Regions from separate parts of the Gossypium hirsutum genome. Here region 2 is linked to region 1. Evidence: chromatin contacts called from public Hi-C data. All regions are on one chromosome and are shown on one strand. The core of a region is the stretch at or near the end of the contact, and the rest is flanking DNA. Distances in the headings are between cores, read along the strand shown. Region 1 has its middle 67 kb from the start of LOC107907991. Region 2 holds the start of LOC107945394 (ras-related protein RABH1e).

Region 1 (3,704 bases), core at 692-3,191:
TCTATAGCATTGCCAATATCTAGAGCCGTCCGACGATCCATCAGTTCAATAGGGATATTGTAAACCCTCAGCCAGAATGGTGACATCCAAAACTCATACAAGTCAATTTCTTTTCCTTTTTCAAACAGCACCATGGAGAATAGGCAACGATCAAACAGCCAGGGCGAGAGATTTAGAATACAGCTACTATCCTCAATGCATCCAAATTTAACAATGACGGGCCCCTCTTTTAGCGCTACAAAATCCACCTCCTCTTTTGTAAACCATAGCGATTTGAAAACCCTATACATCGCCTCCATGTTTGGTGGTTCGATCGCCATGATTCTACCGATCGCCCATGACTCAAAGCCACGGGCATTGTTAACTTCACTTGTACTAACAACCCGAGTGGTCTCTTCTTCTGAGAATTTCAGCTTCTCCAGAAGTTCATTGATCTCATCCATCATTGTTCTAAAGTTAGTACCTTGTCTTTCTTCCATATGTCGCCCAATAGGTACCTATCAAGACAACCAAGAACCAAAAAAAGGCCAAAGCCAGACGCACTCGAAAAAAGACAAACATAAACGACGAAGAGAGCAGAGAAAAGACAGCCAAACCAGGTAACAATAAAGCCAACCCACGAACACACAAGGAACAAGAAACGAACAAACCAATGGAAAATTTACCAAAATTAACAGATTAAGTGAGGGCCTAATCCTACACAATCAGAGAACAGGAAAAAGGAGCCAACCGATGAAAAGAAAAGTCCAGTCCCCCGCCTAAGCAAGATTCGTGTAGCCCAGAAACCCTACATGCAAGAAACCATGCAGAAAACGTAGAAAAAAAAGGAGAAATAAAAGACAAACCACAGAACATGCAAGAGAACACGTAAAAAAGGCGATCAGCTTCACTCGAGTCAAAGACCTGATCACCGTGGGGACCACAAACAGCCAAGAAAAGAAAAAAGTCGTAAAATTCATGCAAACAACACCCAAGAAACATACGGAAAAGGAAAGCCAAAGAACATAAAATCAGAAACCTCCGTGAGGACCATGGTGGCAACGAGTCAAATCTCACGAGAGAATCGTAAAACCATGCAAAACCAAACAAAAAGCAACACAAACCAACGTAAAAGCACCCAAGAAATCAATGGAAATAGAGAATAATGGAGAAAATAATAAAATAAACCAAAAAAACTGAAGGAAGACGACAGACGGGCCCCACACGCAACACGTATTGTCCAGCGGTCCAAAAAACCCTTACCACCGAGAAAGCAAAAAGCACAATCAGGAACCAACAGGCAAGCCCAGTGCACGAACCCCGATGCACCAAAGCAGCGCAATAGTCTTGTCACCGAACAAACACCGTCTGACACCAATCACCAACAACTCAGACGCACCCCCAAACAGAAACAGCTAAACAAAGACGTAAGAAACAACACCAAAAGAAATCACACAATCAAACCCCCTTTACTGCCATAATATTCAAAGCGAATAAGGTAGACACACAACAAAATTTCAAGAACCGAAATCATCCAAATCTTGGAGAAAAAACAAAAAACGCGCGCATGCTACTCTCGTTCGCTGCTTCTACCAGGCGACCCTACTAGGCGACATTCGTTTTTTTTTATCAAAAACGACCCAAAGGGTCAATCTCAATTAATAGCATCATGAATAATAATGTTATGGATATCCGACGGATACTCCATATCGAAATACAAATCATTTTTATTCCTAATCGCTAATTTACATAAAAAAATCTGCAGTGTAGTTTCTATTACGATTAATCCAAATTACTTGGAACGATTCAAATTTGTTGAAAGCGTCACATTCTCTTCTAACGCACTAGCCCAAAATGGTAATATCCATCCTTATTTTTTTGACCGCGTTGACCAGCATGGCACTATCCAACTCCACAATTAATCTGCCCACCTTGAACCGTTCAGCCAGCTTTAAGCCTTCTTTAAACGCCTCCAACTCTGCCCAGATAACATCCATAGCCTTTTCCTTGAAAGTATACTAGCCCCCTATCAAAAAGCCATCGTGATCTCTCGAGATCGCTCCCACTCCTCTGCAATCATTTAAAACAGTAGCATCCACGTTAATTTTAATACTGCCATCAGGGGGTTTTTTCCAATTCTTCTTCACCAAATTAGTTGACATGACCGCAGGCTCAGTAAGATTGAAAATTCTGAAATCTTTGCTTAACGTTTGCGTCCTTTCCCATATCATCTCCGCAGATTCATCTTCCCTTTAAACACCATATTATTTCTGTCGTTCCAACTATTCCAGAGCAGGGTTAAAAAATCAGCAGCAGCCTTTTTGTCAAGCTCCCGAAAAACGTCCTCAAGCCAGTCGATACAATTTGTCTAATTCCTGTCGAGCTGACTGTTATTTAAACCCCCAGCAACAAGGATTTCACGCGCCTTAGGACAGTCTTTCATAGCATGAATCAAAGTTTCTTCACTCTTTTTGCACCTCGGGCAAGAATTATTAAAACCCTGACGAATGCGAGCTATATTGTCAAAAGTTGGCAAAATATTATGACCAATTCTCCAGCTAAAGATTTTGATCTTTGGGATCATTTTGAGTTTCCAAATATCGCGCCACAAAAATCTATGGGGGCCAAAGCCGACTTTATTAAGAATCATCCATGAGTATGCTGACTTGGTTGTGTAGGTCCCATGCGGGTTTTGTAACCACGTTCTGGTGTCTTTGACCCCATTATGAGGAATGGTCAAATTGCATATGTAGTCCCCCAAAGAGTCACCATAAATCTCCTTAACCCTCTCTCTTTTAGACCGCCTATTTCTGTTGTCACATAGATCCTTGACTTTTCTTTCATTGTCCTTGAAAGGGATCCTGGACACCGACTCACCCATGATGCCTTCCATACCCTAATAGTCCCGTCTAATGTCTTGGTTTTGCCATCGCCCACTTGCCCCCTTTACTGCCATAATATCCAAACCGAATAAGGCAGACACACAACAAAAAATTTAAGAACCGAAATCGTCCAAATCTTGGAGAAAAATAGAAAACGCGCGCATTGCTTGCTACCGCTACCAGGGGACATTCTTTTTTTTTTATGGGCTACCAGGCGACATTTATGTGTCCGAAACAGGGACACTTTTTTTACTCAACGCTCCCGCACCAACAGGGGCCCAACTTTTGCTTTGGTGCTCGAGGCTCTCGGACATCCAAGCACCAAGGTACCGATGGTGCTCGAGGCTCTCGCACATCCAAGCACCAAGGTTGCTGATGGTGTCAAAGGCTCCCGCACATCCGAGCCACCAAGGTGCCGGTGGTGCTCGAGGCTCTCGCACATACAAGCACCAAGGTACCGATTATGCTCGAGCCTCTCGCACATCCAGGCACCAAGGTTGTCGATGGTGGCCGAGGCTCCAGCACATCCGAGCACCAAGGTGCCGATGGTGCTCGAGGCTTTCCCTCATCTGAGCCACCAAGGTTCCGATGGTGTTCGAGGCTCCTGCAAATCCAAGCCACCAAGGTGCTAGAGGCTCTTGTTGCAAAAGGGGAGGGACCGGGACGGTTCATTCATTGTTGGGTATCCGAATTCTACCCCTGGAATCGGGAGGGACCTGGACGATTCATTCACTGTTGGGTATCGAACATGTAACGATATTCGAATTCTACCTTTGGTATTGGGGAGGGACTCGGTTCATCGTTTTCGTATATTCCAGGATGCCTTGTCGGGATGGATCATCG
Region 2 (3,704 bases), core at 842-3,341, 260 kb after region 1:
TCACTGCCTCGTTCTGTGCGTACCTCCTCCATCCATTTGGAGGTGTTCAAAAATGATTGCCTATCTGCAAGGATATAATTGGGGCTAACATATATGCCAATAAGATCAGTATGGTTATCAAAGGGAGTCAACTTATGCAATTCAAATTAGGGTATTGGAAGAGAAAGGATTGTATGAAACGGGGATAATATCCCTTTCTAATAATTTTATGCCACATCGGTAATTTTATCCTGAATTTAAGGATTTTAATTTGGATTTAATTTTTTTCAGGATGAAAATGCTGAAATTCAAGATGAAAATGTTAATATGGCATAAAACTATTGAAAAAGAGATACAGATGACGTGACAGCCTTGTTTCATAGAATCCTTTCCCGGTATTGGAAATGGACGTGTCGTATACAGTTACTTTCAAATATATCTATCTTTAGATCCATAGACATATCTATCTGTTCATGTTAGACATCCATTTTGAATATATATATATACATATATATACCTACCATATTTAGAGTATATACCAAACAAAAATATTTTAGAAAAATAAAAAGTTGGGACAACATCACAGCCAGTAAAAGATTTCCATTATAGTCTCTCATCTAATGAAAAGGAAGAAAACAAAAGCCACTCGGGTAAGCTCATACTCACTAGCTACATCATAGACAATTACTGCAACAGAAGAATCTCTGATATAACTCGGAATAAGACTCCTAAACCTCTCCTGCCCAGCAGTATCCCTGTGAAATTATAAGATAAAAACTCAAACGGAGACGAGACAAATGAAAATTTGAAGAGAATATAACTCGTGAAAACCAAGAAATTTAGATTAATTTGCATGTTATGCTTTTCTCAATTGCCAAACCACACTTTGGCATGGATGGCTTTTGATAGTTTACTATAAGAGGATGGAAGTGCGTAGCAGAAATGATTTACTTTCGGTTTCTAAAAGTTGTCAACCGCATGAAGAGGAAATGCTAGGGATTCATCAAGCAAATACGGCTTCTTGTTTTCTCATTGGAATGACAATTACCCACAAATTTAAAGCTCCTTCAGCGACAACAAATTAAAACTGCCTTACAACAAAAGTAAGCTTTTGTAGTCTAAAATTTAAACAATCAACACCTTAAGTTCACAAAATATATGCTTGATTGCATGTGTATTGAACATACAATCTAGCAATGGAACTAGAACTAATAAAGAAACTGTTGAACATAGTTATCCAAGATCCAATGAAAAAGGAAGAAACTGTATTACCAAAGCTGCAAACGAACCGTTCGATCTTCAAGATACATTGTTTTTGATAAAAAATCAATTCCAATGGTGGCCTGCATTTATATAGCAATCATTCAAGAAAAATATACATATAAACATTCCCTCAATTCCAGTATTCACTCGATGTGATAGAAGTAAAGTTCAAATTCAATTACTAGAAATAATCATCGTACCCAAAAAAAACAAAATCCAAACTGATTATTTAAATAAACAAAAAAAGGATCTGCGTTAGGCTATCATGGAGAATCGAACAGTATAGCAAAGATCATTCTGCTCGAGATCAACAAAACAAGCAAAGACGATGTCAAGTAGGAGATTAAGATTCCAAACAGAGAGATGAATAAGTCGAAAAACGGAAATCAAATTCAAATAATATATAAGAAGCAGAGGAGTTGAAGAAATGGTGAAATGTTCATCGAATCTAAAAAAACATAGGTGGAAATGGTGGAAAAAGTTTACCTGGTAAGTGGTGTCGAATTTGTCGTACATGAAGCGGGTGATAATGCTGGTTTTGCCGACGGATTGATCGCCTAAGAATACCAGCTTGTATTTCGCCAAAGGAGAGACTGTCGCCATTTTTTTTTCAAATTTCTTCACTCTACTTTTTTTTAGAAAAAATTGTAAACAGAGAGTTGCAGATCTGATTCTGCAATGAAGAAAATTTGAAATTATGTTTATTATCGTTATTATTATTTGGATGGAAATGGAAATATTCAAAGAGACGGAAGAAAATGAAAGGAAAGGTTGAGTTTAATCCCTTCCATAAATAGAGGGCACGAGAAACCGCCAACTATGACGATGACGCCTTTGTGAAAATCTTTGGACCGCTTCTCACTTTCCAATTTCACCCTTTTTTTATTATTAAAATATGATCCAAGTGTATGAAGTTTTATACATTTATAATTTACTCTCATTATTTTTATTTCAATAAAAATATTTCTTTATATTTTGAATTTATTCATCAAGAGCAAGTGAATGTTTTTTATTTTAAAATGTCACATCAATAAATTTAATAAAAAATTTAGTCATAATTAATAATTACACCTTAGTTTTAAAATATGAAAAATTTTAAAAATAAAAATATAAAAAAAATTAAATTTTAAATGTACAAAAATACAAAAATTTGAAACATATTTTAACATTATTCTTTCAATAACATCACCAAAAACTTTAATTAGAGGAGGTAGAACTACAATTAATTCAAATAATTTATTTTTTAAAAAATCAATATTCAACATAATTATATTTTGTAATTATTTTTATTAATTTATCAAACCATTTTTAATATAAATTCAATATTTGTAAAATTCAATGCTAAAATTTTAACACTTTGATTTTTTAATACTTCATTTTATAATTTATCAAATAACATCTTACTCTTTTATTAATCTAGTCACCCTCCTCTTTTCATTTATGATAAAACTTGTAAAATTATTTTATTTTTCATTATTCTCTACAGTTTCTATGTTTGTTTGTTTTGGTTGTCGAAATAAAAGCAACAAAAGTTTGTAAAAACCGTCACAAAACAATGACACATAAAAACTAGATTTCAAAAACCATATCTATCCAGTGGCGGAGTCACAAAATTATTTTTGGTATCAGAATTAAATTATATATTTTTACTATAATAAAAATGTAATTTTATTATTTTAATAGTCTATATCTTTATAAATTTTAAAGGATTAAATTAAATTTTTATCATTCTTGGGAGGCCAAAGTGTAATTTTACTATTACTAATTTAAAAGTTTATAAATTATAAATGGCTTTGGAAAATTTTCCAGTTTAGGGGGCCTAGGGCCCTGCCAGCCCCCAACGTGTGGAAACTACGTATTTAGAACACATGTGTGCGTTTATAAATAACATAAAATAAATAATGAAATAAAAAAATTGAAACCAATAATAACACATATGCAATATGTAGGAAATTAAAATAAAAATATAGTTTAAATCATGAGTAAAAAGAAATTTAAATAGGTAAATACATCATATTAAGAATATTGAATACACTCCAATTGTTTATAAGAATATTGAATACACTCCAATTGTTTATCATGGCATTGTCATATTTCTTGAGTTGGTCTTGATATCAAGTTGACTTACATCAACTCAATAAACGACATTATTAATAAGATTATAGTATATCTATAATGTGGGTAAAAATAATTATATGATAAATTTATTAGGAATTGATATAAAAACTAAATGTTACTTTAGTTGAAATGTCAAAGTGTGAGATTATATTTGGAGTCTTGATTCAAACCCCTTTGTAAGCATGATTTTTTTTTTAAATTTATATAAAAAGACAGAAACTCTTAAATTAATATTTATTGTGTTGTTAAAATAATGATCTTTTGGTAATTTAATATATGAGTTTGGACCCAATTATAGGTGACACCAATTCAATAAAAAAATCTTTACATGAAGAAGAAGAAGA

What was found. A called contact is a pair of places that touch in the nucleus more often than the background predicts.
Region 2: a contact with region 1 is called in a Hi-C map of leaf, with 1.4 times the contacts expected there. The contact joins the promoter of LOC107945394 here to the enhancer-like site in region 1. A contact is called at or near these places in 3 of 34 Hi-C or Micro-C datasets (leaf and petal).

Annotation. Positions count from the first base shown.
Region 1 is chrD12:21,713,885-21,717,588 of Gossypium_hirsutum_v2.1, forward strand. No RefSeq gene overlaps it. Among protein-coding and RNA genes, the nearest start is that of LOC107907991, 67 kb to the left of the region's middle. Within about 2 kb of position 1,942, at least 4 of the 9 cell types and tissues checked have an H3K27ac peak or open chromatin away from gene starts, as enhancers often do. A contact at or near this core is called in leaf, where this site is marked.
Region 2 is chrD12:21,970,068-21,973,771 of Gossypium_hirsutum_v2.1, forward strand. It overlaps LOC107945394 (ras-related protein RABH1e), which reads right to left and starts at 2,092. Exons shown (of 6, transcript XM_016879377.2): 1 at 1,729-2,092; 2 at 1,252-1,322; 3 at 646-734; 4 at 1-64. The coding sequence starts at 1,845.